Linked DNA regions of Sus scrofa: all the other regions are linked to region 1. The links are chromatin contacts, called in public HiChIP or PLAC-seq maps. All regions are on one chromosome and are shown on one strand. Each heading gives the region's core, a stretch centred on a gene start, on an enhancer-like site or on the middle of the called end of the contact. The rest is flanking DNA. Distances are from core to core; before and after follow the strand shown.

What was found. HiChIP or PLAC-seq counts read pairs in DNA pulled down with a chosen protein or histone mark.
Region 2: an H3K27ac HiChIP or PLAC-seq map of alveolar macrophages shows a contact between it and region 1. The contact joins two enhancer-like sites. A contact is called at or near these places in 1 of 47 Hi-C or Micro-C datasets (epiblast stem cells) and 1 of 2 datasets of contacts at active chromatin or transcription factors (alveolar macrophages).
Region 3: a contact with region 1 is called in an H3K27ac HiChIP or PLAC-seq map of alveolar macrophages. The contact joins two enhancer-like sites. A contact is called at or near these places in 1 of 47 Hi-C or Micro-C datasets (embryonic fibroblasts) and 2 of 2 datasets of contacts at active chromatin or transcription factors (alveolar macrophages and skeletal muscle).

What each region holds. Positions count from the first base shown.
Region 1 is chr14:56,622,164-56,625,396 of Sscrofa11.1, forward strand. No RefSeq gene overlaps it. Among named protein-coding and RNA genes, the nearest start is that of TARBP1, 46 kb to the right of the region's middle. Within about 2 kb of position 1,873, at least 70 of the 83 cell types and tissues checked have an H3K27ac peak or open chromatin away from gene starts, as enhancers often do. A contact at or near this core is called in alveolar macrophages, where this site is marked.
Region 2 is chr14:56,493,794-56,496,556 of Sscrofa11.1, forward strand. All of the region lies in intron 4 of LOC102158473 (a long non-coding RNA gene), which reads right to left. Among named protein-coding and RNA genes, the nearest start is that of IRF2BP2, 51 kb to the right of the region's middle. Within about 2 kb of position 1,343, at least 11 of the 83 cell types and tissues checked have an H3K27ac peak or open chromatin away from gene starts, as enhancers often do. A contact at or near this core is called in alveolar macrophages, where this site is marked.
Region 3 is chr14:56,411,079-56,414,010 of Sscrofa11.1, forward strand. No RefSeq gene overlaps it. Among named protein-coding and RNA genes, the nearest start is that of IRF2BP2, 130 kb to the right of the region's middle. Within about 2 kb of position 1,578, at least 3 of the 83 cell types and tissues checked have an H3K27ac peak or open chromatin away from gene starts, as enhancers often do. A contact at or near this core is called in alveolar macrophages, where this site is marked.

The sequences.
Region 1 (3,233 bases), core at 623-3,122:
TATAGCACAGAGAACTCTAACCAATACACTGTGATCGTCTATGTGGGGAAAGTATCTGAAAGAGAATGGAGGGGTGTACATGTATCACTGAATCACTTTGCTGTACAGCAGAAATGATCACAAACTTGTAAATCCACTCTACTTCAACAAAGCTTTAAAATAAACTCAAACAAAAAATAACGCCACTATCTCCACTGGTGTTCATCCTTCCCTCTCACTCCCAACCCAATTTTATGATCGTTATTATTTATACTCTGAAAATCTGGGAATCAAAAATGCTTTTGTTGTTGGTCTGCTCTGAAAGACGACAGAGTTCCCTTCCCTCGGAGTATAACCTAGTAAAGAAAGAGAATATGCATAATTGAAGTGAGTTTTTAAAATGGGTTCTTCTTTATCACTCTTGGACAGTTAAAATTGCCATGCTTGAGGAAGAAAATGCAAAGTGGCCCCACAGCGCATTACGGAGGACACTTGACATACGCATTCAATCCAAGCCTGATGAAAATTTGCATAATTCTTCTTCTCCTTATTTATTCTAAAATAATTGAAAAGCAGTGGTCTTGAAGACAGAAATTTTTGAAAAGCAATATTTCACGCATAGGTTTAAAAGGAATCAGCCCATTTGTTCAATAATGAAAAAAATCATTATTTTCACATTCCCACCTAATGTCTTCTGTTTTCTTCCATCCTCATTTAGCTCAACTGGGAATTAGGCACATCTTAGTTATGCTAAAAAAACACACAAAAAACTAATATCATGAAATAGTAGTATCTTTCATCAACAATAGGACTTACTCTACAGAAAAGACCCTGACTATGTCAGGTGTGGCTTAGATTTGTTTTTTGTTTGTTTGTTTGGGGCTGCACTTGCAGCACATGGAGGTCCCCAGGCCAGGGGTCTAATCTGAGCTGTAGCTGCCGGCCTACACCACAGCCACAGCAACCCCAGATCGGAGCCGCATCTGCAACCTACACCACAGCTCATGGCAATGCCGGATCCTTAACCCACTGAGCGAGGCCAGGGATCGAACATGTGTCCTCATGGATGCTAGTCAGATTCGGTTCCACCGAGCCACAACAGGAACTGCCAGATTTGTATTGGACCTTCATTTCTTTTCCTTCCCCATTTTTGGCACAATGTATAGGTTTGAGCACACTGGAATCCGGAGTTCTCTTTCTGTGTATACGTATTTTTTCCTTTACTATCTTCTATAAAAGGAGCCTGCTATTGATTGCAGCTGACTGTGCCGCTTGAGTTGATATCCAAGCGACGCTAACCCAGATAGGGATTAGCATGACATCAGCCGTCAGGCGAGGGAGCCTGGCGGAGCGCCAGCCTGTAAAAACGGAACACGTTTGCGTCACCGTTCCCTTGGTAATGCTTCTTGGAGCCTTGTCAGCTGTCCCCTGAGGTTGTTTCCTTAATATGTCAACAGACATTCCTGAATCTTTAATGCTGAATAGCTCTTTTCCTTTTCCAAAAACACTTAGGTGACCAAGCAGCTGGGACATTCTGTTGGCGTGATCTTTTAAAATGCAATTTCTTTCATGAAATAGGTGTTTTGTTCGAAACATTCTAGGGGATTTAAAGAGGTTTCGATTTCTGCTTCTCGGTGTTAGAAGACCTGTTTTTTGAACAAACGGGGCAGCTGGTTTCAGGCTGGGCGCTGCTTCTCTGCTTTTATCTTCTTTGGGAAAAGCCCTGATTCCCTCTGCAGCTTCTCCAAACCATCCAATTATCCTGTTCCAGTGTGACATTTCACAGGGCACAGTGGCTGGTTGAAAGACCCGGCTGGAATTTGCCCCCATGTATGATTCGCCCTCTGACCTTGCTCTGAGAAAGTCTGCGGGTGAGACGGAAGAACACGTGGGCAGTGACCTTGAGTGTTGTTCCCTCCTTACCCCCAGCCACAGATAAGAAAGATTTGTCACCCGTTACCCACGTGATAGCTATTTCCTCATTTTCCCGAGGTCTTTATTTGCTGTTCTGGTAACTTGATCTCCACTTTCATCTTGAAATCTTTTACTTTGAAGAGTCCCATAGCCAAAGCTAACATCCCTTCCTTCTCTTTCCGAAAGTAAACATAGCTCCTTGAAGTTGAGTGACTTCCCACTGCACAATAACCTTCCAGACTGTTGTGCAGTTGCTATAGCAGTTAATCTCCGTCAATAGTTCGAACATCGTAAATTTGGAGAGAAGTCATTTGGTGTGGGGTTGGGGGGTAGGGTGGGAGGTAGGTTATGAAATTAAATTAATCGCAAGTGACTTTGAGGGAGGATTTGGGGGGGAAGCCACTTCTGCCTGCCTGAGCATCAGACCCAATGCAGAGGGGCGCCTTTCACCACCAGCTGGTGGGGGGTCGCGGGTTTTTTCCGGCGGAAATACGCCAAGAGCACTGAGAGTCTGCTGCCCCGGGCTCTGCCTCTGGGCGGGGGCTGCTAAGAGCTCTGCTTCCTCCTCTGCCAGCTGACGGAACAATCCCCCTTCTGTCCTGCCGTTCCTGTTCCCTTGGTGTCCGGCCTCCTGGGAGCCCCGCCATCATCCCCACTGAAGAAGGTCCCCGCTGGTTCACCGGAGGAGAAGGGAATTGGGGCTGCCCAGAAGGGGAGAGGTGTAGAATCCCTGGGTTTTAGAACTGAAAAGAATTTTTAGAGACTTAGTGAAACCCAAGATCATCATTTGTTTTAAGAATGAGAAATCCGAGGCCCAGAGAAGCTGAATGAGTTTGCTGGTGTGGCCAAGTTGGTGTCAGGCCTAGGAGGAGAATAGGTCTCTCTCCCTGGCCTGAGCCTATCTCAGCATAGCTGCCTGCTCTCCTTCAGGGGAAGGGCCAGGTGGGGCAGAAGCTGGTCTTCTTTGTGCGGTCAGTGCGCTTTCCAGTGGAGTGTGATGCTCGAGGACCACTGAGACTGTGGGCAGCCTGGTTCTGAGCATAAGGATGAAGTTCAACTCAGGAGAGGAGGGGGAGGGGCACCTGGACACATCTCACTTCTCCTGGCTTTGCTGGGTGCCCACAGGAGAGCCTGTCTGCCCTCCACCTGGACTGGCCCGGCACGCAAGACCCAGACTGCACTTATCCCCTGGCAGGACTGGAGAGGCAGCACAGGAAGCCCAGCGGTCACTGCGGGGCCAAAGGCAGAGAACCTGAACAGCTCTGGGGCAGCCTTGAACTAGACTCTTGCTCCTTTAGCCTTGGGAACCAAGAGGGAAAATAACATAGACACGTATAAGG
Region 2 (2,763 bases), core at 93-2,592, 130 kb before region 1:
TTTATTATTTTATTTTTATTTATTTACTTGATCTTTTTAGGGCCACATCTGCGGCGTATGGCAGTTCCCAGGTTAGGGGTTGAATTAGAGCTGCGGCTGAGGCCTACACCACAGCCAGAGCAACAGTGGATCTATGTCGCATTTGAGACCTACACTATAGTGTGCAGCAACACTGGCTACTTAACCCACTGAGTGGGGCCAGGAATCGAACCCACATCTTCATGGCTATTAGTCACATTCTTAACTGGCTGAGCCTCAGTGGGAACTCCCTGAATTTTTACATTTTATACACACACAGCCCTTTTTATTACAAAACATATATAGTCTACTTAACCCCACTTTAAAGGGCTTGGGCATTATTTTGACTCTTGCAATCAATTAAAAAGGTTTAAAACAGCTGTGTTTTTACTTTTCTGACATATTATGGTCATATCTAGAATTCATGTGATGTTAAATCAAGAATAAAACTTTTAATTACATCGCTGTTCCTATGGTAAAATATAATCTATTTCAAGGCAATTCACTTTGTCATAAACTTTCCTTGAATAAAACTTGATAAAAAGCAGAGACCCACTGCATATGACAATAATTAAATCTATACTCAACAAGTACAAAAGAGTGACTGTAGGGATAGGTAATTTAGAACAACAACAACAAAAAAAAACCAATCTGAAACATGTTAGGAAATCATACTGAGGTTTGTTATCCATAATCTCCTGAGATATGGATTGTGGTATATATTTAAGAAAAAAAAAAAAACTAGTAAGTACCCAAATTATGAAATGAATTGTATTTTCAAAAAACAGGTTAAAATTCCAAGATCAGGGTATCAGCAGGTTTGATTTCTCCCAAGGCCTCTCACCTCAGCTTGCAGATGGCCGCCGTCTCGCTGTGACCTCATGTGGCTTTTCCTCCAGTCCTATACGCTCCTGGTGTCTCTCTCTTCCTCTTCTTATCTTATGAGATCCCTACCCTTAAGACCTCATTTAGCCTTAATCACCTCCTTAAAGGCCCCATCTCCAAGCACAGTCACAGTCTGAGGTGCTGGGGATTAGGACTTCAAGGTGAATGATGGGGTGTGCACGATTCAGCCCATAAGAGCCAGGGTTGTCCACCCAGACGGGGATATGAGAGTGGGGCAGGAAGGATCTGTTAGTGTATTCACACACTGAGCCTCGGCCACAGCCCAAGCTCAGGGCCAAGGGCACTCAGGAGTCTGAATCCCAGCGCCTGGCTCCTGCTACTGCAAACAAGCATTCCTCTGAAGCCTGGTTGCTTACTTGGAGGTATTGGTAAATATACCAATTTGGGGAAAGGGAAGTGAGCCTTTCCTCTGCCCCAGCACCCTGTTGCAGAAAAAGCATGTGATGGAAAAACCCATCTGGGCTGGGGACAGCGTGAGGGCAAGCGAGCTCTGGGACTGCGAGCTGATTTATGTTGTGCTTGGTGCCTGGAGTGACTCCTGGGCGATCTGGAGCTTGACATTGTTAAGGACAGGTTTTCGTGATGACTTCAAAAAATAGAGTGACTGTAAATAAGAGGGTATTTGCCTGTTTTTAATTTTATGCAGCTCGTTATATCATGGTCAAATGAAAACCTTGGTATTTGGGGCAGGAAGCGTGTGGCCAGCGGCAGGATGGTGCGGGGTGGTGGAGCTGGTGGTGGGGGTGGACTTCAGGCAGGGCTGTGACACCACATGAAAGTCCTTCCAGGGTCTCACAGGAGGGAGGCACACAGAGGGATCTTTAGGAATCAACACAGGTGACTTCTTCTTCCCAACAAAGTTCCCTGTTCTATATACACCTTCATCTGCCGGTCAATGAAGAGATAGGAACAGCGGTGCGGGGGCTGGGAGCGTGACTGACACATGGAGACAGACGCAGAGGGCTGGGCAGCCTTCTGGGTACAGGAGACACACTGCCCTGGGCTCTGCGGCCCTGGGTCATGATGTGAGATGGACCCAAGGCCTTGACATCCCTGAGGCCAGACTGTCCTACTCAGGCAAAGCTCTAAGCAGATCTCTGGATGGGTCAGGAAAAGGCAAGGAGCTTTCCCAAGTTGCTCCACACCTGGCCGGAAAAAGCAGTCACCCACAACTTGAACGGCAAAAAATTTAGAGTCTTAGTACATAATCTGTGTTCCAGTTGAAAGAGCTTTGCACATCACATGTTTTCCTGTAATAACATCCCACTGGAAGCCTAGCCTCTATTTGAAAAACTACAAAGTGAAAAATGTGTAACAGAGAAATCGTTAGAATGGTCTTCTGGCGCAAAGGATGGGTTTGGATCAGGTGACCTGGGTTTAAGTCCAGGCTCTGACACACACTGGTGGTGTGACCTTGGACAGGTGAGGTAACCTGTCTGTGAGTGATGACAGCAGGTACCTCCTGGCAGTGTGGTGAGAAACATACAAGGGCTGGGGTCAGTGAAAGGCACACAGGACAAAGAGAGCTTGTGATCATGATGACTGAACAAAGGTTCTTTTGGAAATTTCACTGGGTTAGGGGAGAGAGAGAGAGCGAGGCTGTGTACACCTACCTGTGAATGGGACCGAGCAAAGCAAAGGCAAACCAGTTCTTATGAAACACTGCTGTAAACACTATATAATATTAAAACATCTCTTTCTAAGTGTGGGCCCATGGCATAGCTGACAGACAACATGTCTGTCTTGAAACAGAATATGTCACTAACAAGGACCTACTGTGGAACACAGGGAACTAGACTCAATATCTTATAATAACCTATCATGGAAAAGAATCTAAAA
Region 3 (2,932 bases), core at 328-2,827, 210 kb before region 1:
GCAGTGCCCTGCCCTGGGGAACATGCAGAGACCCCAGCCCCACATCTCCATTGCCTCAACCTTATAGCCCAGGACTCCTCCTCCCTCCCCTGCCCCCCGAGTTAGAACATCAAGTTCCAGCCCTGTCATGCCATCTCTCTCTCTCACCAATCCTCTCAGGCCCGCACCCCACCTTCCTGCTGGCTTTGAAAAATGAGTACCCAGCATTTATACCTGCTTCTCATTTGGAAGGAAGGAAGGACATGGGAGGAAAGCCTATTGAGATCTGGGATGATCGTGGAATAGGAGCAGAGCTTCAAAGGAGTGACACGGATGTGGCAGGGAGAGGGAAAGCATTTGGGGGGGGGTGTTGCTGAGTGGCTAGGGGTGATCTCTGGGGGTCCTGGAGAGCTGCAGGCCCTGGACAGTGAGAGGCATTTGTTTTAGGGGGGATTGCCTTTCAGGGTCAGTGACCTCTCTCTCTGTGCTGCTCTGTCCAGCCCCAGGCACAGAGCGGGTGCAGTTGTGTTTCAGGTTATGCTAATGCATACGGCTCTGGACAGGACTCAGGGCAGAGCTCAGGATGCAAGATGAGGGGTCCCATGCCCTGGACGGCCCTCTGCAGGCTTTGTGTCCTGAAGCAGTCTCACCCTGGAATTGGGATTCCTAATCTGAGCCTGGACAACTTTCTTCTCTTAGCTCTAGCTCTGTCCTTGGCGAGCTTTAGCCTCGGTAGATTAGAACCCAAAGTGGGTCACTCCTGCACCGCCCCCCAGCCCCCACCCCTCAGCCATGCTAGCAAGAGCTGAAAATTAGTGATGGGGGCATTGCTGCAGGGGAACTCGGAATTGTGGGTAGATGTGCTCTTTGGAGCACAGTTTGCAAAACGCTTGCATCCCTGTTGTTGGCATGCCCTCCAAGCCAGCCGAAATCTCAGTCCCTCATCAGAAACAGACATCTGACTCGTGCAGATGATCCAAACAAACAAAATCAGCGCCACCTCCTTTGCAGAGCTTTCTCCTTGAGTTCGTTCTCAGCCGGCCAGAACCCTCCCCAGCTGGGCACATGGAAGTCCCTCCCCTGGCCCACCCCCAGGTCTCAGCCTCCTTCTGCTCTGTGTGGTTGACATGGCAAGTCCCCTTCTTCTGGGTCATCTCAGTCTCCAGAGACTGGCCCAACACCAGGGCCATCACCTTTGGGATACCCAGTTTCTTGCCATCAATGACAACGATGAAGAGGCTGAGAAGTCTCTGGGGGAGATGGACGGCAGGCCCGCCTGACACCTGAGGAGGCAGCAGGGAGGCATGAGAGCTGGTCCCACCTAGCCCAGAAGGACCCTTTCCGGACATGCAGACTGCAGCTCTGAGGCAGCTCCTGGCAAGGCTGAATTAGGTCATCGCCCTTCCCAGCGGTGTCTGAGGAAGTTGGAGCCTTAGGGGTTACCTTCCAAAATCTGAAATTATTTCAGAAGATAGTTAAAATGTTTACCTATTTACAGCATGTGTGTTCCAACAGTTTAGCCCCCAGATGGCATGGCTCATCAGTTACAAAAGGAAGTTGGTCGTGGTTAATCGCTTTGTCCATGACTCACACATGGCAGGACTGACTGGGGAAGCCTGGGGGTGAATAACTTACTACCAGTGTGGGAGTTCCCATTGTGGCTCAGCAGTAATGAACCCAACTAGCATCCATGAGGATGCAGGTTTGATCCCTGGCCTCGCTCAGTGGGCTAAGGATCCAGCTTTGCTGTGGCTGTGGTGTAGGCTGGCAGCTGCAGGTCCAATTCAACCCCTAGTCTGGGAACTTCTCTATGCCTTGCATACAGCCCTAAAAAACAAAACAAAACAAAAAAACAAACAAAGCGCCAGTGTGGTCCACCACCAAAAGAAGGAAAGAAAGTGAGTGGGACAAGTTCACCAACATTTTCTGATCACCTGCTCTGTGCTAGGGCGGGTCACTCCTTTTCGTACTGTGTTTAATTCACACTGCTACTGTCTGGGGTGGGAGGACTTTGCTGGTTTTACAAACCAGATGAAGGAATAGATGCAGAGGGGTGTCACGGAGCAGAGCCCTGTCCTTCAGGACTAGCAGAGGGGAGGAAGGAAGGGGGCCCACCGGAAAGATGAAGGGAGAGGACAGGCTGGACACGTGGCTGGAAATCTTTGAGGGAGGCAATCGCGCTCCTGCTCCCACGGGAGGCCCGCCATTGGATCCGCAGCCTAGAGGGGATGCTGCTCGGGGTCAAGACTATGCATGAAGGGCAGGGTCTGCTGAAAGTTTTGAAGTTCTGGACCATTCCCCACAGCAGCCATCTTCCGTTTGCTGGGCGTTTCCCGCTGCTGTGCCTTCCAGCTTCCCTCTGCCATGGGCAAAGCTTTTCTGCTATTTTACCTCGGACTGAATGCAAGGGAGGTTTAGAACCTTCCAGAAAAAGATCTTTGGGGTACACTGGAGAGCCTAGCAGGAGAAGCTTTGGAATTAGACCAACTCAGGTCCTGGCCTTGCTGCTGACTCTGTGACATGGAGGTCAAGTGACTCAATCTCTCCAAGCCTGCAGTTTTCTCAGTCATAAAAGGAGGGTGATAATAGTATTTACCTCCCTCACAGTGCTGTTTCAAGGACAAAATAAAACACTTAACACCAAATCTGGCATATATTAAACCCTCAATGCCCATTGGCTTTTACTATTTTCAGTATGTCCCGATTAAATGGCCTTGATCTGAAGAATGCCACATCAATAAAGGTTCTATAAGAGCAGCCCTGGCTTGGGATTGTTTGGTCACATGTCCCCGGATCTGCTGAGGTGGGTATGAGGCCCTGTCCGTGAACAGTCTCCCCATAACCCGTGTGGGGGTGGGGGTGGGGGTGGGGTAAGAGCAGCTCTGGGAGACCCAGAAAGGCTGGTGTGAGAGGAAGGGAGCTGTATTTAAAATGCACCATCTGGCAATGCTGA